Regions from separate parts of the Zea mays genome. Here region 2 is linked to region 1. Evidence: chromatin contacts called from public Hi-C data. All regions are on one chromosome and are shown on one strand. Each heading gives the region's core, a stretch centred on a gene start, on an enhancer-like site or on the middle of the called end of the contact. The rest is flanking DNA. Distances are from core to core; before and after follow the strand shown.

Region 1 (7,010 bases), core at 1,332-3,831:
GGCATACCTTCCACTCATGAAGAAAGTGACTGTATCATCCTCAGCCCATTCAGCGAGTCGAAGGGGCTGAACTCTAGTCATGAACTTAAAATTGGGATGTTCCTTCATCAGCACAACACCGGCAGGAACAGACGCACATACAGGAGAGACGATTTTACAAATACCTGAAATATAAGTAACAGTCATAGTTATTCAAAATGTCTAGCAAGACCATTGGACCAATGAGTGAAAAATGATCATATACATATTTTGCTAAATAAAGCAACTGTACCATATTTAGCAGCCTCAGGTGAAATCTTCTGTATATATGCAATGGGATCCTCAAATTCCTCCTTGGTGGGACAATACACAGGGCACTCTGGAATCTTGTCTATCCACTCAAGGTTGGACATATCAAACTTCTCCACCTTGCGCTTTGCAAAAGGACTCTTGTCATGGACATTTCCAGGTAAACCTGTACTGTTGTTGGAATGCAATCTGACTCCACAGTTAGCGGGGCTCCGCAAGGCATCACCGCCACTTCTCGCAGCCACAGCAGGATTGTCGCCAGCTTCGTTCTGAGCACTCAAACGCACTCTCTCGAGCCTCCTCCGCTTCAGGGTCTCGAGGCCGTTCCTGACCTCTGCAGGGAGATAGCTCCTACCCTCCACCTAAGGCGTAGGTAAACTAGTCAATTTTGCAGTCAAACAAAACTATCATTTACTGCAGTTCGGTATTACAAGTAGACATTGACCAACAGAGACAGCAGACTGAAACAGCACCAATTGTTTGGATACCACAGATTGGTCTTATGTAGTACCAAAAGAGCAGTAACTCGGCAACCAAGTCAAGAAAGCTGTAGGTACCGAAACCAAACACGGCACGTTGATATTCCTGGGGTTGTTTCCCTACCACGCCCATAGTCACAATCAGTTTGCAATATGATTTTTAGCAGCCACGCGCTCTAGCTTGTATAATCAATCAATTATCCATAACAGTGCAAGATGCTTAGCGATAATAGCAGTAACAAATAAAACATGATTAAGTCATCAACTAAACTTTCCTCGGAACTAGAACTAAGAGGTATCAGCGTAATGAGAACGCATAAAAAATGGCGTGTACCCCTACTCCGCGAAGAAAGAAAAGAAGAGAAATCTTCCTAGCAGACCGCAGACGCGGTCAAAGTAGGCAATTACGCACATGCGTGACGACCATGGTGGTGAAGCCGAAGGAGAAGGAATTTGTGGAAAAAGGGCGGTGGAGGTGGCGCACAAAAACGCTCACACGTCAAGAATCGGACAACGAACCGTAACTTGACTTGTACTAGCGGTTCGGCAGGAGTATCTCTGCAACCTCATATATACTACCAGCACAAAACGAAAACGAGGCGAAAACAAGCACCCTAGCGGTGAAAACCAATAGCCGTATGGGAGAGGGGGAACGTGGCCCTAATTCCTAATAGGGACCGGATTTGACGAGTTTTCCCTGACGGATAAAAAAAGGACTCCTACTTTTCCTGCATTGACGGAGCAGAAATTCATCAGGAGGCGGCAAACTGACGAAATTAACGAGTTGGGTAGGAAAAAGCTGGCACGTACAAGAAGCAATCCACGGCTGTCTAGGGAGGTTTTCTGCCGAATTGTTGCAATTGGAAGCAAAATCCACGGGTTGGGCCGTTAATCAATTAATGAAATCTAGATATAAGAGAATCTAATTCCGTTTGGTTTTTGGCGTTAAAACAGGCGAAAACAGAGGAAGACGGGGGGACGAGGAATCAAACAGTAACCACTAACCAGGCGATACGATACTACTAGTAGTAGTGTTGGTGGTGATTAATTGCCGCGGCGACTGGAGGAAAAAGCGCGCGAGTGGAGGAGGAAATTGACGCAGATCTACAGGAGGGGGGGAGGATTCACCATGTCGCGTTCGCGTCGCAGGGCGGTGGGTCGGAGAAGCCTCTAGAGAAATCCCCGGCGGCACAGGTCCCACATTCACCTCCGGAGGTCCCCCCGGCGCGCGGGAGAGGCCGGGGATCCGAGGCAGGCGGTCTCCTCCTGTTCCTCTCACTCTCCCTCTCTCTCCTTGGGGTCGGTTGGTTTCGCGCGCGACGCCGGCCGGACAGAGGCGGTGGGGAGGGCCAGGCCAGCAATGGGAGCACCGGGCAGTGGGCCCCACCGGCGGTGGCCGGCGACCACCCGCGGGGGGAAGGGGGAGGAGGCGGAAGGAGAGATGAGGGGTGGAGTAAACGGGACGGGACGGGACGGAACGGGGGAGACGCGGGTGGTGGTTACTTTTATGGGGGGTGGGGAGGAGGGAGGTTCGGTTGGAGCAACCGAAGACGAACGACATGGACAAGAACAGGGGGGGCGTTTTGGGGAAAACGCAGCCGAGCCAACCAACCGAACCGGAAAAGGGGGGCAACTGGGCTGAGAGGCCGTCGCCACTCGCCCGTGTGTGTGTGTGAGAGAGAGAAGGCGAGCGAGACGCGGATGGGCTGGTTGTGCTTGGGTACTACCGCCCGACCGCCCGCCCCGTGGCCTCCTTTCCGCGCTCGCTCTTCTTTTCTCCTCTCGCTTGTGTTGTGTCGTGTCGTGTGTTGGTTGTCGTGCGAGCCCCGTCCGTCCGCCTCGTTCCCGTGGCCGCGCCCGCGGGATGGACGACCACGGCCCACGGGGGGTGAGAATTCAGAGGTGGTTCCACCAAACGCCCACCGCTAACGGAACCGCGTCGTTCATTTGCACACCCTCCAGCCGAAGAGAAGACAGCAGAGCAACCGCTCTGCATTTGTTTCTCGTCCCCCGTTGCCAGGGTGGTTGCGTTTAACTAACTGCTCATTTGACCCAGAGAGAGAGAGAGGAGAGAGAGGCGCGGATGAAGCACGGCTGCCACCTCCCTGCATGTGCATCAGTTTTTACAGCCTATCCTATCCACCTGGCCACGCCACCGGGTAGGCACGACCCTACACTGCTTTTGCTCTAGAGAAGTCTCCGCAGCAGTAGTACTGCTGGCTCTGACCATTTTGCTCCGTGCACACACACTGATCCCTCCTTCCGATAACATCCCAACGCAGGACACAGTTGTGCTAGTACCGGCCGTAGGCTTTACCTGGTTTTTTTAATGGCTCAGTGTTTGTTTAAATGAGTGGTCTCTAGGGGATAAGTCTACCTATTCACGACTTTTAATACATATTTTCTTTCCATACAAATTGAACTTTTTCGTTCCACAAAGTTTATACAAAAATAATCCAAATACTTATGATCCAAATAAACACATTATGAATTTATATTTTATGGTGTGTCTATAGTGGTAATTTGGTGCCATAGATCTTGCACTTTTCATGAATTCAATCAAACTTTAAAAATAATTTAAAACAACTTTAGGTATTGATTTGCTTTACGGATAAGGAGTACTGATTGGCAAGAAATCAATTATTAATATCTATAATTAATATATATATATATATATATATATATATAATTACCAGGTTGTTATTTATACCTGCCGTCATCGTTTGACAGGATAGTACCCTCATATTTAGGTTTGACGGGGTTTTGGTTCTATCGCAATATCATCACAAAATAGCTGATGGGCCTCTGCCCGGGTAACCTGGTAGTATCCCATGGCGGAGCACAGAAAAAACACATGGTATAGCTGATGGGCCTCTAGGTCCTGCGTAGGCAAGTTCTCATCCGTGGGCATGCCTGCGGCAAGCATCGAAAGGTGGAACAAGCGTTTATGAAATGATACTCTTTGTAATCAAAAATATCATGAATCTCCTACCTCAATCCCTCATAGAACCTAACGATTTGGTCCTTCGGATCCTCAACTACCCCACCTCACAACATACCTTTCTGAAGTTCTTGGTAGTATTCCTGCACATACATGTCTCCCTGATCTAAGTGTTGCAATATTTTTCGAAGATCACATCTATAAGAAGGAGAAACAAAGCGAGTCACATCTCCTATTTTTAACACATTCCATGTTTGTGGTGCAGCACGTGCGTTAACAAGTTCATTCCACCAAATGATAGCAAAATTTTTAAACTCACTAGTGGTTTGTTAACCCTATTTCGTTCAGAAACAAGATGGGAATTAAATTTTTGTTATACCTTCATCTCCCAGTCTAAATAGGCTTCAACATCATAAGAACCAATGAACGAACGAATAGAGAACTTAATCTTAGCATATGGATCATTGTCTAATTTAGGATTATGATGACGACGTCTACTATTACCTCTCGTACCTTATCGATTACGTGCGAGGGGTCGTCGTAGCGGTGCATCAACATCATCGTTGTCCTCCTCCTCCACAGGAGACATCACTACATCACCAGCAGATGGAGCTTGTGGTGGGGGACGAGCCTCCAACATGTCGATGCATATTCTTTGGTATTGTCATTGTTAGTACAAAACAGAGACAAAAGGCAACAAACAAACAATATGAACCCCACAATTCTACTCTCAGGTGTGGTGGTGGAACACAAGTTATGAAAGCGTCTTACCCTGCTCTTACAAGGTTCTTACCATCACTACAGGTGGCAAACGGTGGCCGGTGTGACTGCCCAAAGACCGTGGGTGTGATTGCAAAGGATTGCCTGTTCTGCTCGAGAGAAAAGGTGGAGCTTTCGGAAGGCCCACTAAATAAATATATGTGGCACACAAGTCAGTAACAGAGAGCAGTGTTGAATAAGTGTTCCAAGTACTCGTCCTAGTTGCTGGCCTAAAATGTATTAGAACAGTTGGACCAAGGCACCCAAAGGTGGTAGGAAGGGTCTAGGTACAACAAGGAAATAAGTTGGGAGCAAAACAAATAGAGAGGTGCACAGATCAAAGGCATTTTTGCTTATGTGCTACACTTTTTCTTTTTTCCCTTTTTGCTTATGTGCTACACTTTTTCTTTTTTCCCTAATTTTTGCTCTATCGTTATTTTTTTGTGATTTTTATTTTTTCAAATATTTTTTATTATTTTCCCCTTTTATAGAAGCACATAAGGAACACACCAAGTTTCATATTTTTTGTGCAAAGACGCGTCCTCTGGAATTTCTGCAAGTTTGCCCTAAAATTGGAATAAATGTTCGAAAAATGAGATCTCGTACTTCCAAGCCGAATTTGGTGATTTTAAAAACGACGAATCCAAAGAAATAGGAAAGAATCGGATGCGAAAGTTAATTCTGTGCAATTTGAAAAAATGGGCCCGATTCGAGTTCTGAGGCGAAAGTTATGGACGTTTTAAGTTTGGACTCCGAATCAGGGTTTTTGGTGAGACGCTGGAAGGGTGGGGTTGGTTATGTGGGTATGGTCGGTTTGGGTGATTGGATTGGTTTATCGAGATTGAGTTTGTAAAATGATAGTGGATGGTGATGATGAAACTGACCAATAAAAACCTAAACTAGCAACCTAATTAGGGTTGTTGGCGAGGCAAATGAAGGGTGAATGGGGTCAGTTTTGTGGATAGGTGTCACACCCAGATTTAGGGGGGCCAAACCCGGGTGTGTGTCAAATGTGTGCTAGGATGAAGTATCACACATATGATGACTCATGGTACAGAAATGAATGTCACATCTTTAATATATAATGGAGATCTGTACAAAATAGTTAAATAAATACATCATACGAAGACAACGATCTAGCAACCATAGTTGACTGGGAGACGACGGCCTAGAACTTCCAGGAATTCATCGCAACATCCTTCATGCCCCTCATCTTGTAGTACATGTCCTTGACCTAGGGGGAATGTGAGTACAACAAGAGTGAGCTCACATATGTTCATCACTGTTGTCGGAGAGAAAATCCTCCGGCCGTGTGGCGGAACGCACCCGCCCTAATCCTAAGATGAGGAGGGGCCTTAGTGGTTTGCCTGTCTGGTGGATGGTCGATGAACACACGAGGACACGAGAGATTAGAGTGGTTCAGGCCACCGGAGCGTAATACCCTACCTCCACTGTGTGTAAGCTGTATTGAGTAAGTGATTAAGCGTGCCCTTATAACGTTGTGTGCCTTCCCTTTTATAGTTTAAGGGAGGCACATACAAGGGAGCTGAGCCCTGACATGTGGGCCCAGGAGCATAATGGATGGAATACATTATGTGGATAATTAATACTAATAACACCTGAGTAATCACCGAGCGCCATGATGGCCGCAGTCCACGCAGTATTGATATGTGGCGACCGTTTTCTTGGTAACGTGCGAGTAATGATGAGTAATAGCGCAGCCCACGCAACGTGGACCAGGCACGCTGCCTGCCACTGGAATGGATAGGCGCTCATCTTATCCGCAATAAATGCAGGGGCGGTGTAGCCCAGAGGATTTATGCCAGGCTCCGTCCGTTAGCTTACGTCACGTGCAGTAGGCCACGTGGCTGCATCGGGTCTCCGCCTGGGCGGGGAGCAGAAGTGTATACGATAAGGTCCGGACACGTGTCAGCACCGGACCCCCGCCTGGGCCCTGATTCAGGTCCGGGCGTGCTCTTGTCCTGGAACCCTGGGACCCCACTATGGGCGGTCCGGACCCCATATGGGGGGGTCCGGATCCCATTCCAGGGGGTTCGGTCCATACACATGGGGGTCTTGGACCAAACTTGGAGGTCCGGACTGTATATCCAGGGGTCTGGCAGCTTCCCATGGGGGTCCGGGCTCACTGTTGATGCCTGGGAGTATATCACTTTCTCTGGACACGTGGCGGCTCCGGACATGCCCATGTGGTGGGGTCAGGCGCTGTTGTGGACCTAGAGTAGTCGCCCGAGGCTGGGCGAGTCATGGCTTGGTCCCACATACAACATTTTTACCACGCGACTAAAGATAGCCGTATGGGTACTGCGTATTTATACAGTAGTAAGGGGTACCCTAGTCTCAAGGTACCGACAGTGGCCCCCGGGCCCACCTCAGGGAGGATGCGAGCCTACAGGTGGGGCCAAAGTTTGTACTCTGCTTCAACATGGCATGACCGATGATTGGGGCACTGTTTAGCACATGTGCTGGTGCGGCGCAGTGTTTTAGCATATTTGCTGACGCACCCACCGTCAATCCGCCTTAGG
Region 2 (7,010 bases), core at 1,982-4,481, 920 kb before region 1:
TTACTGGTGGAGTTGAAGGTTGATTATATTGTGCACTAACTACTTAACTCTGAATGAACAGAGTTAAGGGCACATGATCTCTGGAGTTCTGATTGTTGCAGAAGTTCAGGCCACTGATTGTTTGTTTGGGAGCAAGGATAATGGAGGGAATTTAGGGGGTCAAAATCCCTTACTATCTAAAATTGAAGAGTAAGGGATTTTGGCCCTTTCAAACCCCTCAATTACTCTTGTTCCCAAACAAGTATTGAGAGAGTCATCAGTGGAACTAAGCTTTGGAGAATATAACATCCCAAACCGAGGGGAGAATTTGCTTGGATCCCTGGAATAAAAAAACGAGGTGCTTTACTCAGTCGGCAAGCCCATGGAAGAGGTTTTCTAGCTACCTGTACAACCGACAGTGACTGCAGCACAATATTCAGTACCATAATAACTGCAAAATATTTAGTAGCACAATAACTAATCAGATCAGACTATTACTTTTTTGTGAAATTTCTGTAGGTCAAACTTTAAAGATGCAATGACACTTTCTGCTTACTGACAGCTCCGCAGATTGTCTACAGGCTAAGAAGATCGACAGCTGACATGTTTGTTGACAACGCGGAGTACAGAAAGTTCCTTTTCAAAGAGTTTTGTGTGGCAGTGGTGATGGTGAGTTTTGTGTGGCATGGACAACGCAGCAGTGGTGATGGTGAGTTTTGTATGCCTACGGATGCTTGCAGATGCAGTACATCTTGATCATATAGCTTATGGTCTAGCGCTACAACCTACAGTTAAGCGTACTCTCTTGCTGATCGATTAGACAATAGCATCACCTGGCATACCTGTGATTTTTCTTCAGTTACCAGTGCTGATTTCATCGTGTACATTTAGTTTCAGAAAACACTTGAATATGAAGAACAATGTCCTCAATAGACATCATCTTGTGAACTATTTTTGTATGGAAGTAAAAAAAGAGTGTATGAGTATAGCTTAACCAAGTATGAATTTGCAAAAGGTTCCCTGCAACGGTGAAGAGTAACATAAAACACGGTCGTCAGTCACGTCGGTGGGACTAGACCACCATAAGCTTTGTACCCAACAGATTCTGTTATTCTGTTGCATGAATCTTGGGAGGATTCGATCCCTCCTCTCCTCCCATCCAACCTTCCTCATGTATATATATGTGGGCATCGTCGGCCCCCTCCCTGTGCCATTATCGTTAGTGCTGCTGCCGCCGAGAGCAAAGAAGCCACCATTGAGCCAGCAAAGGAGAGAGAGACGTTGCATCTGGACTCATGCCCCACCGTCGTACTACTTATGGTGGGAAACAGTGAAGGTTCGCCAGAGCCGTGGAACGTGTGCGCAACATTATCGAGCGGGAGGATCAAGTGGGGGCCAGGAGATTTCTCGCCAAACGCACAAGCAAATTGAATGAAACTTTAAATTTGACCTTTGTATCAGTATAGTTCTATATTGATTGTTGGTAAAGTTTTTGTGAGATACTAAAGTCGATGATAATATATGTATTGTTCGTTTTCATGTAATAGTTGTGCGTTAGTATTTCAACAAATAATTTATGTTCCATCGTAAGACTTGATCATTGTACTATACCAAAATTTATGTATGGCTAGGATCACAAATGGATTACAAAATCTTTTCGCATAACAGTATAACACACATTTGTACATAAGTTATCATGATATTATATGTTCCCGTTGCAACGTACGGGCACTTACCTAGTCTCTACTATTAAGAGCGAAGGGAGGCGTCCATAGGCGAAGGGAGGCGCCCATAGGCCAGGTCATGCCCCCGCCCTCGTCCTCGCCTTTCGGCCTCGGCGCCGACCTCAACCAGCCCTACCCCCGTCGCATCGTCGCCTCTCTACAGCCATGTCAGGGACTCCGAGATGCTACTGGACTCGTTAGTGTGAGAGATGGTGAGGAACTGCAAGTTGGACAATACAGTGAGGTAGTCCGGGATGGAGCCCGTGAGCCCCAGTAGCTGGAACGGGGTCATCAACATGAGCTTCGTGAGCCTACCCACCGCTGACGGGATCTAACCACGCAAGCTGTCTGCGCCATCAATGAAGACGTTCACACGCTCGTGCCTCGTTGCACCGGAGGTGGTCCCACTCGCAGCAGTTGATCGATCTGTTAAGTTATGAGAATTCTATATTGATTTTTTAGAAATAATATTAGATTTGTGTATGAGAATATCGATATATTTGTCTATCATTCAGAATTCTATATTGATTCTTTAGAAATAATTTATACAATATTATAATATTTGTTCGACATCAGTTCATTCTATTGGAGTCGACATATTTATATCGTTAATATAATATTAGTGTTATAGTGATATTTTGTCACACATATTTTATTTATTATAGTAATATTTATCGTTCCGTATCTATGTTTTATATTAATTTTTAACTCTCGTGGCACATACCTAACAAGAAATGCATTATGACCTTCACTTGCAGGTTGATTCCCTGAAGGGGTCTGCTGAAGTTCTGCAGTTTCTGCTGCTGACTTGTGATGCCGTTCCATTCAAATCTTCTGAAACCTCACCTTTTTAAAATCATCAAGTGCAAACTCTACAATTGGATGACGTTCTAAACGAAAAATTTCTGCAAAGAGCGAAACAAGAATAAATCATATAACCGAGACTGGATCTGTTCATGACCATGTCAGAGATGGCCTCAAGCAAAAAAAAAAACAGCCAATATTTTTGTTCATAGAACAGACCAAGGTAGAAAGAGTGACAATACAGACACAGGGATATAGTGTGAAAAGATTTAAATGTGACAATAATGTGGTGGCGTTTAATTCATGGGATAGAAAGGATGGAAAAGGGATATCATAACCTAATGGACCACGAAAAAGTTTGTGTATCTTTTAAGGGCTTATGTGCTATTACTTGCACACTAAATTGTATGAAACTTTAAAGTGAATTTGATCTTTGTATTAGTTTAGTTTTGTGTTGGTTGTTGTTAACGATTTTATAAGATATTAAAGTTATTGTATATAAGTTATAAGTTATTGTGACATTATATGTTCCCGTTGTAACACACGGTCACTCGTCTAATTTATTATCTAAAAACTCAAAGTTGTATTATACAGTCTCTTAGTTGTTTCTCTTATTTTATTTTATCTTTTATTTAGAAACCGTTCTACGGGCTCAGCCATGCCCTAACACAATGCCGTATGTGCCAAAATAAGGGAATAGAAAGGTGCCGTGTCATCCAATAATTTTCCTCGACAAATCCTAACCACACACAAAAGGCCCTATTTTAAATTTCTGAGGAGAAAAACTAAACAGAAAAATCGAGGAAAATATGCTGCTAGCAGGGGTGAGCGGGCCGAGGCTTCTCGTGTCGACTGTCGACGCCTTCTTCGCCCTCTCCGTCCGGCTTCCGCCTCAGCTGAACTCATGCGCTATTTCCCAGGCCGCCATTCCCACTAGGGTTTTCGGATTATTAGGTTTCTAGAACCTTTCTTCGCCGCCCCCCCCCCCCCCCCCCCCAGACCCCATGCACGCTCCGCCGCTGGTCGCGTTCGCAGGGGGCGCCTGCCCCGCTTCCGCTGCCTCCTCGCTGTCGCCCTGGTTGGCCTCGCTGCGGCCCGCCATCGTTGCTGCGCCGGCGAGGCTGCTATGGTTCCGCCGCGGGGCACTCCGGCTGGAAGCCAAGGCCGCGTGGAGGGCTACCGGAGGGGGACGGGGCCCGCGGGTCCCGGCCAAGGGCGCTGTGCTCGCCTCCTATATGGGTGCCGAGGAGGTGGTGGGACCCTTGTCGCTGCTCGACGAGGAAGGTTTGGTTGCTGCTGCTGCTTCCAAATGCAGTCCGCCTTGCGCTTATATTGCCCATATCTCTTTTGGATCGTTACGCACTATAACTGCATTTGCGTCACTATCCGCTGCCACTACTGGTGTCTCTACTCTAGCAATGAAGGCACAGCTGCCCAGCCAAAGTAGTCGTACAACCTAGATACTATGTTGTAGTTCTCCAAGTACTAGATACATCTAAGAAATTCCTTCGTATAAACCAATGTATCTAAGTCTTGTATTTTATTCACTAAAACTCCTTAATATACGGTTTATTTATGTGAGTTGTATGTGTGAAACCGTATCTAGACTTTGAGAACCATGCTAGGGACATTCCTTCACCAAGATATGTCTATTGTGTTTTTTTGCACTTACCCCTTTAAATCTTTAATACTTCTCAAGATACGTATCATTTATGTGGGTTGTACATGCCCTTATGCCAAATTGCTTGCGTAGTCGCATGGAACCAACCTAGTAATTTCACATGCTGACATGCCACATTAGGGCATGTACAATGGGTGTTTCGAGCTGTGTCTTCGAGTGTGTCTAAGTGGGTAAATGTAAAAAGCTCAAGACACGTATCTTGACGAAGACACGTCTTAGCTCTATGCTCGAGACATGAGACTAGCTGATTAGTCAATTTAATTTATTGAATGCTCTGATTTGTACAATGAATATGGTAAGACACATGTTTTAGACACGTCCACTGTATGATATTGTGTTTTAGCTGTATCTTATATTTGGAGTACCGTGCAACAATGTCAGAGTTGTACATGCCCTTAATATATAATAATCTAGTATGCAGACAAACTGACGACTTCCTTCTTTTTCCTATTTACACGTTGTGCAGAGCTCATTTTGCACATAAGAAAGGAACGGGATAATGGAAAACTTCCTGCAGATGTTGCCATTAACTTGGAGGAGCTGTATTATAATTACAGGAATGCAGTAAGAACTGCTGGGCTGATCTTTGCAGTATTTTTAACGGGCTATCATCTTCTTGTTATGCTTCATGTCATGCGAATGTTTTGCTTTGTTAGGTCCTGCAAAATGGTGATCCTAATGCATATGAGATCATGCTTTCAAATATGACAGCTTTGTTTGATCGTGTTCTACTGGATGTACAGGTTTCACCGTCTACTCTGATTTCCATCACAATTTGCTCTCATAATTTTATTTATTTTCTAAGACGGCCTCCATCCTTTTGCAGAATCCATTTACCTTTCCACCGTATCACAAAGCTGTGCGGGAACCATTTGACTATTACATGTTTGGTCAGAACTACATTAGGCCTCTGGTAGATTTCAGGTAATACAAAATCTGATATGATAACATATTAATTTCAAATAATTCACAAATTTTGCTGTGCTTTTGGAAGTTATTTCTTTTGACTGGGGTGGATAGCATGCCTTACCAGCTTCACTCACCATTGTTGTTCTCATTTGCCACGAATTAATTATCTGGAAGCATAGAGTAGGCTCCTTTGTTTTCATGGCATGCAAACTTATTGTAGTTTGTAGCACAATGACAGAATGCTAATTTCCAAATAAAACAAATGCTTCGTTCAGATATTTCCAGCATGTTGTTGACTGTTGAGGTTTACATTTTGTCGAGTCTAATATCATGAAGGAGATAATATCTGCTTAATCTATAGTGTAACCTTCGTTTGCATCTCTGGAAGCCATGCCTCATTTATCAACATCGTCTTGCTTCAGTCACTTGTTTACTTATTTAATTATTAGTGTAGTGAGAGTGGAATCTTTGATTAACAAAAAATCATCTTAGATGCTCCAAGAAAAAGTATGGATCTCTAATTGTGCATAGAAAATTTTAACAAAAAATATTGATGAATAGAAAATACAGTTCATCTATGTGCATGCAAAATTTGACCTTGCACAAAAAAAAATCAAGGAGAAATAAAAAAGAGCATCCGGCTTGTTAATTGTTACGGATGGGACTGGTCATGTGTAATCCGCAACCCACCAAAATTCACAAGTTTTTTCTCCTTGCACATTTTTTTTTGCAAGAGCATTTCATCAATCTCCACTATCAACAGTTATAGGGCTAATTGCTAACATATTTTGGTTTATTTACTACCAAAGCATGCCAGGAAACTTTAATAGTTCCCTTATCTTCTGCTAACCTCATTTCATCTGCTCAGGAACTCCTATGTTGGCAACATTTCCCTTTTCCATGACATGGAAGAGAAGCTCCACCAGGTCAATTCATCTTATCCTATCTATGGTTCACGTTACATTCAGTAATTGTCACTACATTATTTTTCAGCACTAAATCTTACAATGGTACTGTGAATTCAAACTGTCAAGGTCTTTTCAGAAGAAGAGTAACGTGTAAACCATCATTGTGTATTCTGTATTGATGCCCAATGTCATCACATCAACATTTTTAATGAAAATAGAATGTATATCACTTTGTAAGGAACGAAAAGGAACTGATAATTTGTTTCTCATTTTGAGAATTGCTTAGAGATATCTATTGGAACATTGAAATTGCAAATACTCCTTTCTTATGAATTATAATGACATCATGGCCCATAATTCCCATATTAGTACACATCTTACGTCGGAAATGATGTTGTCGCAGTACTTTTCCTGATACACCTATTCTTACAATCAATAATTCCAAAAGTCCTTATGCAAAATAGTACTGAAGTACGTCATCACAGGGCCACAATGTTGTTTTGATGTCCAACCATCAGACAGAAGCAGATCCAGCAATTATCGCCTTGCTTCTTGAAAAAACCAATCCATGGATTAGTGAAAACATAGTAAGGCCGTTCTTTGACTATACACTGTTAAGTTATCAGTGAACTATTTGACCCAATCAAACCAGTTAAAGTTTCCACCTGATGTAGGTTTATGTTGCTGGCGATAGGGTTGTTACCGATCCACTTTGCAAGCCATTTAGCATGGGAAGGTCTTTCTCTTCACCCAGATCTTTTTTTGACGTGTGACAATATTGTCTCTGTTTTCTTTGACTCCTATCAATGTCACTCAAGCATTTTTCTCCCAACAGAAATCTCATTTGTGTGTACTCGAAAAAGCATATGAATGATTTTCCAGAGCTAATTGAGATGAAGAGGAGATCAAACACTCGGAGCCTCAAGGAAATGGCCTTGCTTTTACGGTATCTTCCCTTACAATAACATGTTAGTTTGTAATCCTTTTTCCCTATGTATTGACTCT

What was found. Hi-C and Micro-C count contacts between places; a contact is called where the count stands out from the background.
Region 2: a Hi-C map of ear shows a contact between it and region 1, with 1.9 times the contacts expected there. The contact joins the promoter of LOC103637735 here to the promoter of LOC103637730 in region 1. A contact is called at or near these places in 2 of 25 Hi-C or Micro-C datasets (ear and tassel).

The regions. Positions count from the first base shown.
Region 1 is chr1:105,256,744-105,263,753 of Zm-B73-REFERENCE-NAM-5.0, reverse strand. LOC103637730 (lysine-specific demethylase JMJ706) reads right to left here and starts at 2,581. Exons shown (of 11, transcript XM_020546447.3): 1 at 1,896-2,581; 2 at 272-650; 3 at 8-164. The coding sequence starts at 1,898.
Region 2 is chr1:106,173,315-106,180,324 of Zm-B73-REFERENCE-NAM-5.0, reverse strand. LOC103637735 (glycerol-3-phosphate acyltransferase, chloroplastic) reads left to right here and starts at 3,231. Exons shown (of 14, transcript XM_008660557.4): 1 at 3,231-3,791; 2 at 4,655-4,752; 3 at 4,845-4,931; 4 at 5,015-5,112; 5 at 5,966-6,023; 6 at 6,491-6,592; 7 at 6,680-6,741; 8 at 6,841-6,951. The coding sequence starts at 3,512.